Linked DNA regions of Rattus norvegicus: region 1 is linked to region 2. A link is a contact called in public Hi-C data. All regions are on one chromosome and are shown on one strand. Each heading gives the region's core, a stretch centred on a gene start, on an enhancer-like site or on the middle of the called end of the contact. The rest is flanking DNA. Distances are from core to core; before and after follow the strand shown.

Region 1 (5,445 bases), core at 2,335-4,834, 44 kb before region 2:
CCTCCTCTTCGTCCTCCGAGAATTCCCGGGCTGTGTGCAGCTCCCGAAAATCCGAGTCGTCATTCCCTCCTGCAGTGGGAGAGTGGGAGATTGGGAGAGTGGGAGAATGGGAGAGTGGGAGAGTGGGAGAAGGGTTCTCAGTCTCTCCGAACCATCCAATCCTGAAGCTTTCACACACACACACACACACACACACACACACACACACACACACACACACACACACTCCACTTACCTTCCGTGGAATCGGGGGTAGAAGAGGCTGTAGATGGAGCTTCTTCTGCAATGGGAAAGAAATGAAGATTCTAGAATCTAAAGGCGTAGATGGTCAAAGTCACAGACATGAGCTGTCAAGGCCCAGCAGGTGCAGGTGCATTTCGACAATCCTACCTGACTCTCTAAACGTTGACCTCTGACACACAGGACCCGGGTCCATGCAGCATGCACATGGGCACTCGAGCTTACACACACACTTAAAAGCACACAAAAATTCGTGGTTGGGGGGGCGGGTTCAAGACAGGATTTCTCTGTGGAGCCTTGGCTATTATGGAACTTACTCTGTAGACCAGGCTGGCCTCAAACTCCAACTGCCTCTGCCTCTCCAATGCTGGGATTAAAGGTGTGTGCCACCAGTGCCCAGCATAAAAAAAAATTGTTTTAATCATGGCAATGCACCACTGCTGGAGGCCTGGATAGTTGAAATTTTAAGAAATCCTATTGAATGATAGGGCACTTCACTTTCTGTATAGAGTGTAAAACGGTAAGGACATCGATGCCAGAAGCTCAGAGCTGCAGGTTTGATGACACAGACATGTACTCCCAACTACTGGACATTGAAATAGGAGGACCACAAGTTCAAGGCTTTCTAGGGCAAGTTAGCAAGCTTGTCTCAAAATTAAAAAAAGCAAAAAGATGGCTGGGATGCTCGGGAGGTGAGCACCTACAAGCCTGCAGGAAGCTCTGGAGGCAGTCAGTCCATACAAACACAGCTGAAAGGAGAAAGGGGAGGACGGGAAGGAGGAGAGGGAGGAAGGAAAAAAAGGAAAAGAAGAGAGAAGCTGGAGAAATGGTTTTTATTAAAAGCACCTGTTGCTCTTGCAGAGGACCCAGCTTTGTTTCCTAGCACCCACAGGGTGGCTCACACCATCTAGTTTTAAGGCAGCAGTTCTCAACCTTTGGGTCTTGACCTCTTTGGAGGAGGTCTAACGACCCTTTCACAGGGGTCGCCTAAGATCAGATATTTATAATTCATAACAGTAGAAAAGTTAAATTACAAAGTAGCAATGAAAATAGTTTTACAGTTGGGGGGTCACGACAACATGCAGAACTATATTAAAGGATCACGGCTTTAGGAAGGTTGAGGACCACTGTCAGGGATCAGACGCCCTCTTCTGGCCGCAGTGGGCACTGCATGTGATGCACAGACATACATGAAGGAAAAACATCATACACATATAAAATAAAAATGGGGTGCTGGAGAGCTGGCTCAGCGGTTAAGAGCAGTGACTGCTCTTCCAGAAGTCATAAGTTGAATTCCCAGCAACCACATGGTGGCTCACAACCATCTGTAATGGGGTCTGATGCCCTCTTCTGGTGTGTCTGAAGACAGTGACAGTGTACTCATATAAATGAAGTAAATAAATAATTCTAAAAAGAAAGATAAAATAAAAATGGAAAGATGGATCAATGGCTAAGAGCACTTGTTACTCTTGTAGAGGTCCTGAGTTCAATTCCCAGCACCCACATAGTGGCTTACAACTATCTATACTGAGATCTGATGCCCACTTCTGGCATGCAGGTATACATGATGACAGAGTTCTTATATGCATAAAATGAATTACTCTTAAAAATAAATAAAATTAATTAATTAGAGGAACAGAAGAGGAAGGGGAGGATGAGAGGAACATAGAAACAGAGGGGTCTTAGAAGTTCTGAACCAGGTCCAAGGATGTGCATCTCACAAAACACAAAGCCCCAGGTTGGATGGCCAGCATGAAATAAACAGGGTGTGTTGGTGCACGCTTGTAAACCCAATATGGGAGAGGTGGAGGCAGGAGGATCTGAATCTCAAGGCTAACTTCATATTGCTACATACACAGTACATACAATCCAAGCCCAATCTGGACTACTAGAAGCTTTATGTCAGTGTTCAAGGTAGGAGCCTTGGGAGGTTTCTGTGCATTCAGTCATGCATTCATTCAGTCATGCATGCACTGAGCACACATTATGTGGCAGGCACTGTTCTAGGTTCCAGAGGGCTATGTTGTGGACAAACTAGACAAAATCCTGACTTCATAAAGTTATACTCTGTGGAAGAGTCCGTAAAACATCGAGTCCAACAGAGTCAGGGAGATGGAGCTCTGCTTGACACAGAGTAGTAGTTTCCAAGGCTTTTCTGATGGCATCAGACCTCAGATGCCTTGGGAGTAGTTTCCAAGGCTTTTCTGATGGCATCAGACCTCAGATGCCCCCCTTCCAGACAGAGGGGAAGGTCAGTCAAAGCTCCTGGGGTAGGCGCTGTGATAAGAACAGGAAAAGAGAGGGGTATGAAGGTGTGAGTGGAGGGGGGTGGCAGATTATAGATGAGGACGAGAGAGGTGGGGCTGGCTGGGGACAGGACTGCACCGTCTCCCCCTTGTGATTTCGGCTGAAGATGAGATCTTTGGACGCTGGGAGGAGGGGAATGAAACTAAAAATGTCCAAATCGCACATTCTCAGAACTTGGGCATCTGGATACCCAAGACGTGCAAGTGGCTAGATCTGCTGGCGTCGGCATCCCCAGCTGTCAGAACCACCCTGTGTCGGACGCACGGGTAAACACCGACTGCCAGAGCCAATGGCTCAGAGTGGAGCAGGATGACACAAGGGGCTTGGGACCGGGAAGCCAGACTCTCGAACTAACTTAGGGGCTCTGCACACAGGAGAGCCTCGACAGCCTTCGAAAATAGAAACCCGACCCCATACCCCGTCTCATTTCCTCACCTGGGCAACCAGAGGCCTGAAGAGGAGTGTGATCTTCAGCAGGGTTACTACTGAGTGGAAAAGCCCGCTAAAGACTCAGTAGACTTGGCACCAACCCAGGGATGGCTGTTTTCTGAGGATAGGGGATCGGACACCCAGAGTGATATTATGAGTGTTTTTTGGGCAGATCATGAGGGTGAGATGCAAAAATGGATGCTGAGGGGAGTCGGATCCTTCTATTCCATCCTGACTCAACCCCTCAGCTGCGGCCAGCACCAGGGCCGGGGACAGCTCCCCACACTCTTGCTCCTTCTCACATCGGGCGGGGCAACCCAATCCAGCGCCCCACGGCCCCCCCCGGCGATCTCTATGACCCCCCCCACACCTCCACCCCATTGCACTGGGTCTTCCGGGTCAGGATGCCCCAGTTGCCTCCAAAGCGCGGGGGGGAGGGGAGGGGAAGGATTCCTTTGTCTCCTTCCCTGCAGCCCGGCTTTCCCTCGAGCCCGCGCACAGAAGATGGAGACCCTAGGAGGATCCCACCCGGTTTTCTGTGCCCCACACCAGGCCGGAGCCTCTCTATACTCACTGCAGTGGGCGAAGACCGGCAGGACCTGCCCCATGGCCCCCCTCGGGCCTGCATCGGGACCCCCGCCCACTCCGGCCGTGCCGCCCTGGGCCTGGGGCCACGGGCACTCATCTCCACCGCGTCCACGACGCCGCCGCCATCCTCCGGGGCTGCCCCAGCAGCCGCCGCCGCCACCACCGCCGCCACCGCCGCCGCCCTCTGCTCCGCACGGCGCGAGAGGGCGGGGCCGCGGAGGAGCAGGCACTGCAGCGCTGGGTCCCGGGGTGGGGCCTAGAATTGAAGGCGGGGCTTAAGGGCATGGAGGGAGGGGCCTCCGTTTTAATGGGCGGGGTCTGGGTTTCCGATAGCGCAGCCTTAAAAGTGGGGCGGGGCTTGAGCGGAGTGAGGAGCTGGAGTGCCCAGAATACGCATACTCGGAATGTAACGGTGTTTTAGGGATGGTACTGAGAGAGGGTAGAATATGATGTTCTGGGGTAGAGTCTGAGGCTAGACTTGGAGATGGCGTGGAAAAGAGGTAGGGAAAAATACTCAAAACTTCTTTTCTTTTTTTTTTTTTGGATCTTTTTTTCGGAGCTGGGGACCGAACCCAGGGCCTTGCGCCTGCTAGGCAAGCGCTCTACCGCTGAGCTAAATCCCCAACCCTTCTTTAAAGATTTATTATGTACAGCATTCTGTCTGCATATATGCCTGCGTGCCAAAAGAGGGCGCCAGATGGTTATGAGCCATCATATGGTTGCTGGGAATTGAACTCAGGACCATCTCTCCAGTCCTAACACTTATCTTCTTTTCTTTTTTTTTTTTCTTTTCTTTTTTTTTTTTTTTTCGGAGCTGGGGACCGAACCCAGGGCCTTGCGCTTGCTAGGCAAGCACTCTACCACTGAGCTAAATCCCCAACCCCTCCTAACACTTATTTTTACAATTATTTATTTTTGTGTGTGTAGTTATCTCGTGAAATGTGTTTGCAGGTCACTCTCTTCCAGTCACACGTACATACCCAGAAGGCTTATTCTCACAGTCTTCAGAGTTGGAGCCTTGGGAAGTTCATTCATCCTTTCAACTGTCGTCCACTGAGCATGTATGGTAAGACTAGTACTGTCCTAGGCCCCAGAGGGATATGCTATAAACAAGTTAAACAAAACTCCTATTCTATCCTGACTCTGCCACATCATCAACACCTTTTCTGGGCAGCACCAGGTCCCGGGGTTCCCTCTTTCTACTCAGGTCACCAGGCCTTTACTTCATTGAGTCTTCTTCTTGCTCAACCCAAAGCACGAAAAACTTCTGAGGCTCAGAGAGGAGCTTAGATATGGCTGGGGTTGAGGCAACAGCATAGAATAATGAAATAGATGGAGTTTGAGCTACAGACATAGTCTGGAGAGACTAGGAAGGACAGGTGAGAGGCAGGGGAGGTCAGTGAAATGACCATGAGCAGGAGATAGGACAGCTTTGGGGTTCAAGCTATTGTTACTATAGTTAGGGTTGTTGTTGTTTTGAATTTTCAGACAGGCCTTATGCAGCCTAAAATGGCTTTGAACTCCTAATCCTCTTCCCTCCACTTCCCAAGTGCTGGGATTACAGGCCTTTACCACGTCTGGCTTGGAGGCTACCTTTGACCAGCAAGCATCCAGAAGTCAGAAACAGGAAGATCAAGGAGTTCAAGGCCAGCCTCAGCTACAATAATGTGTTTGAGTCCAGCCTGGGCTACATGAAGATCTGTCTCAAACGAAAAAAGAAAACAAAAAAGGCTTCCTTTAGTCAAAGACATGAGTTCTAGAATTCAAGTCTCTGCAACATAGCTTCCTTTTTTCCGTAATTCAGTTTCCTCTTTTCTAACTTGGTCACATAAAAGCCAGGGGTGGGGATCTTGAGTTTGCTCAGCGGTTAAAAGCACTTGT
Region 2 (4,913 bases), core at 2,332-4,831:
ACCAGCCATCCAACACCTGATTCTGGCCTTCATGGTGCATATATATGTGTGTGCAGACGTACACATACATACATAAAATAAAAATAAAATTCAAAATTCAGGGAGGCAGAGAGATGGCCTAGCAGTTAAGAATACTGGCTGCTGGGGCTGGGGATTTAGCTCAGTGGTAGAGCGCTTACCTAGGAAGCGCAAGGCCCTGGGTTCGGTCCCCAGCTCCGAAAAAAAGAACCAAAAAAAAAAAAAAAAAGAATACTGGCTGCTTTTCCAGATGACCCAGGTTTTATTTGTAACACCCATGGGGTGGCTCACACAGTTTATAAGTCCAGTTCCAGGGGATCTCAGGTCTTCTTTTGGCCTCCAGACACCAGGCACACAGCACACACACATAAATATAGACAGACACCCTGTGTAGCCAAGGCTGCCTCTGAACTCCTCCTGTTTCTGCCTCTGTGGGCTGGGATTCCCAGTTGTGCACAGCACATCCCCTCCTGTCTGCCCCACTGACTCACAGTTCTTCCTTCTAGAACAGCTCCAGGCACACGCAGGCACTAACTACAAGGAATGGTGACTAACTCCTACTGACTCCCACAGAATGACCTTTGCCTATGCTCCCCACCAGACCTGGACGGACCAGCTGGGCGTAAGAGAGGGACACCTAGGAGTCCCAGAGACTGAGGCTCAGTGTGCTTGGAGCTGGGCGGTCCTGGGTTCCGGTCTGCACCTGCTGTTTAGTTGCTGTGACTGGTCAGGGTTCCAAATATCTGCATCCCACTTTGCAAATGTGGAGAGCAGCAATAGGGGAGGGAGCACACGTGTCCCCGCATATGGCTCAAGGGTGGTGGCTCACTATCCCAGAAGTAAGCGAGGACTGTAGCAATCTGATGGGGACCGAAGGGCTGTCTACAAGCGTGGAGCTGGAGCTGAGCCCTAGAGCTCTGTGGTTAAGGTCAGGTTGTCTGGCTCGAAGCCCGTGCTGAGCCATTCCCCATCTCCTGCCTTGAGGCCTCAGTTTCTTCATCTGTGCAGCTTAAAATGGCCACAGTAGAGGTATGCAGACCTCTAATTCCAGCACTTGGGAGGCTGAGAATTAAGACTGTTTCAGACTAGCCTAAGTTACATAGAAAGACTGTTTTAGTGAGGGTTTTACTGCTGTGAACAGACACCATGACCAAGGCAAGTCTTATAAGGACACCATTTAACTGGGGCTGCCTTACAGGCTCAGAGGTCCAGTCCATTATCTTCATAGCAGGAACATGGCAGTGTCCGGGCAGGCATGGTGCAGGAGGAGCAGAGAATCTTACGTCTTCATCTGAAGGCTGCTACGAGAAGACTGGCTTCCAGGCAGCTAGGATGAGGGTCTTAAGCCCACACCCACAGTGACACACCCACTCCAATAAGGCCACACCTCCAAATAGTGCCATTCTCTGGGCCAAGCATATACAAACCATCACAAAGACCTTGTCTCAAAACAAAGATACAGGCCTCTCTTTCCCACATCAGGGCAGCACACGACCAGGACACAACAGTCTACCACAGGCTTTGAAAGAACATTTTCCATCTTCACAACCTCTCTACCCTCCCCACCCCAAACCCCACCTCTGAACAAGTTTTCACATAGCCTAGGCTGGCCTGGAGCTTGCTGGTCACTGAGTGTGACCTTGAGCTCCTGACCCTACTACCCCACCTTTCAAGTGCGGGATTTACAGGCTGTGTCTCCATATCTGGCCAGTTGCTTTCACTCCCACTCCCTAGCAAAGAGCATAGGGCCTCAATGCACACTATTACTAAACTATGTCCGCAAGCCCCTCCTGAAGGATAAAATGCATGCTGGGTGTGAGGCTTTAGAGATGGCCAGTGGTTAAGAGCAGTCGGTGACTGCTCATCTCGAAGACCTGAGTTCAGTTCCCAGCAACCACACAGCAGCTGACAGCTGCCTATAACTTCAGTTCCAGGAGATCCAACACTATATCTTCTGAACTCCTCAGGTACCAGGCATGTGCTTCAGTTAAAGAAAAGAAATAAGAAGCCTGGTGCTCAGAGCCCTAGCAGCCTTACTGAGGTCATGAGAACTGCCTGAATTAAAAAAAAAAAAAAAATGTCAGCAAGAAGAAGGCAGCATCACCAAACCATTTAGAGGTGCTTTCCTGTCTAGCCAGCAGGAGGTCCGACTCCAGGTTTGGTGGCTGGTTTGAGAGGAGTACAAACTCTCTTGGAAACACCCACTATCAGGCAGCTACTCAGTTGGCTTTCTGTGCCTGTCAGCAGTTAGAGCAAGCTCAGATGCTGGACAGAGCTGAAGAACTGACTCAGGCGCCCTCTCCTGTCCACTCAGAGTACTGCAGGCAGCCTGGGTCAGGAGAGTGTGATACAGCACTATAAATCACCCGCCTTCAATCACAGTGGAAGGACCTGAAGAGGTTGCTTGTTTTTGTGCTATGGAGACAGAAGCAGGCTAGGCACTTAGCTATATGCCCCCTATGTTGTTCTGAGACAATCTCACATAGCCCAGGCTGACCTCAGACTTGTTAAGTAGCTGAGAATGACCTTAAAGCCTTGGTCCTCCTGCTTCCACTTCTCAAATGTCAGGTGTGTGCCACCAAGCCTAGCCACAGTTGGTTAAAAACTTCATTTTCAGACAGGCCCAGTGGCCATGCTTGGCCCTAAACTCACAACCACCCAGCACCAGCCTCTTGAGTAGCTGGGATTACAGGAGTACAGCACTCTGTCAAGTGGCAAGAGTTGTAGTTGGGGGGGTTGGGAATGGGGGTGGGGTGGAGGAGCATCCCAATGTCAGCCCAGACCTGCTCTGAGGACTCACAGTGAGTACCACTCTGTTTGAGGCAGGATTTCACTCTTTGGCCCAGGTTGGCCTTGAATTATCAGCAATCCTCCTATCTTCTGAGGGTTGGAATTAGAGATGTGAGTCACCATGACATTGTTTTATGTAAACAACAGCACTGGGGTGGGTAGCATGGATAAAGAACTCTAAAGTACAATTAAGGAAGACCAGGCATAGGGCCCAGGCCTTTAATCTCAGCACTCAGGAGCCAGACAGGTGTTTCTCTGCGAATGTGAGGCCAGCCTGGTCTACAGAGTTCCAGGATAGACAGGACTACACAGTGAGACCTTGCTTCTAAAAACAGAGAGAGAGAGAGAGAGAGAGAGAGAGAGAGAGAGAGAGAGAGAGAGAGAGAGAGAGAGAGAATATGAATGAATTAATGCTAGTCCTCATTTTTTTTTTTTTTTTTTGGAGCTGGGGACTGAACCCAGGGCCTTGCGCTTGCCAGTCCTCATTTTTAAAAAATACTTACATACATTATCTTAGCAAGATATGTAACTGGTCACAATGAATGATGCATGTGCGCGTGCATGCACACACAGGCGCACACACACAAAGGAAAGTGTTTCCTTAGTAGGAGAGGAGCATCTTGAGTGTTTGGAGGTCAACAGCAACAGTCTGGCTGCCACACACGGGAGCTGATGTGACACTCTCAAAACTATAAATAGATCTTGGGGACCTGACCTTCTCTGGAGAGCATTAAAAATAAAAATGCCAGTGCTTCCCCAGGTCAGCTGGGCCAGGCCATGTCGGTGGCACTCCTGAGCATCTCAGGCAAATACCCACACAGCCACATTGTGCCTACTGGTCACCTACCTGCTGTTCAGCCAACCGTTTACGCAAGCAGCTGTACTTGATCTGGCATTTCCAGCTCCTCCCGACCTAACTCCTAACTTCCTTCCTTGAGCAGGCTCTCACCATGGAGCCCAGGCTGGCCTGGGTTAGGTTGGCTTCCAGTTGACAGAGACCTACCTGCCTCTGCCTGTTTTGGGATTAAAAACGTGCACAGCACACACCATGGCCCTTTCTATGTGAGTGTGTATTGCCAGAATGGACTCAGGGCCTTGTGCATGCTAATCAAGCACAGAACTACTGGGCTACACCAGCACTAGCCTTTCTTCTCTTTTTTTCATATTTGTTTTTTGAGATGGTTTTCAGGGGCCCAGCTGCCCTGAGACAACTAAGCCTCCTGCCCCAGCCATTTAGGTGCTGGGACAGGTCTGATACTGCACCTGGGTTTCTTTCTTTAGTTTCTAGATAGGATCTCACTGTATAGCCCAGGCTTGCCTAGGACTTGAGATCTCCTTTGGGATTGTTGGCAAGTGCCACCATGCCTGGCTAGGCCTAGTTCTCCAACTGAGGTGTGACCTGTTGGGGCTGTCATTTCTAGATGTTTTAGTGGTTCTATCTTTCCAGTTTCCTGGTAATTTTCAATTTTACTTGTGTTTATTATTCCTCTTTTTTACCTTTTTATTTTTAACATATACACTTAGGTATTTTTGGTTTTGATTTTTTGTTTTTGTTTTTTTGGGGGACAGTCTCATGTAGCTCAGGCTGATTCCAAACTCAAAATATAGCCAAGGATGCCCATGAGCTTCTGATCCTCCTGCCTCCACCTCAAGAGTGCTGGGTAAGGTGGCGTGTAACCACACCCTTTATGCACTGCTGGGCTATGACTCTACCCACTGAGCCCCAGGCTCATCTTTAAACCTGGCGATTTTAAGTTCACATCTGGCAATATTGTAATTTGCAGCGTTTCCAGATCTCAACTTGCCAGACTCTCTTCAGGCTCCTGCCCAGTGTGGTGCCCCCTTGTCTACAGAGAATACATTTTTCTGTTGTAGTCCCACAGTATCACATGAGCTTCTCTAAGCCAAGAGGCATGGCAGACACATTCCTTTTTAGCAGAATATAATTTAGGCTGTAAACCCACAGAAGGACTAGCCAGTGGCCACAAGCTCAGGGGACAACATGTCCATGTAGAGGCTGAGGGGACAGCCAGTGCTAGAGCAGGTGTCTAGTATACATGGGCTTTTAGGTTCTATGTCCAGTACAAAATAATATTAAAGACAAC

Evidence for each region. Hi-C and Micro-C count contacts between places; a contact is called where the count stands out from the background.
Region 1: a contact with region 2 is called in a Hi-C map of mammary epithelial cells, with 3 times the contacts expected there. The contact joins the promoter of Rtn2 here to the enhancer-like site in region 2. A contact is called at or near these places in 10 of 12 Hi-C or Micro-C datasets (the A7r5 cell line, the Rat2 cell line, Schwann cells and 6 more).

Annotation. Positions count from the first base shown.
Region 1 is chr1:88,061,431-88,066,875 of GRCr8, reverse strand. Rtn2 (reticulon 2) reads right to left here and starts at 3,584. Exons shown (of 10, transcript NM_201562.3): 1 at 3,551-3,584; 2 at 236-280; 3 at 1-69. The coding sequence starts at 3,584. It also overlaps a transcript of Ppm1n not described here.
Region 2 is chr1:88,017,574-88,022,486 of GRCr8, reverse strand. The region is part of intron 1 of Opa3 (outer mitochondrial membrane lipid metabolism regulator OPA3); the gene reads right to left. Among named protein-coding and RNA genes, the nearest start is that of Opa3, 11 kb to the right of the region's middle. Within about 2 kb of position 3,581, at least 9 of the 93 cell types and tissues checked have an H3K27ac peak or open chromatin away from gene starts, as enhancers often do.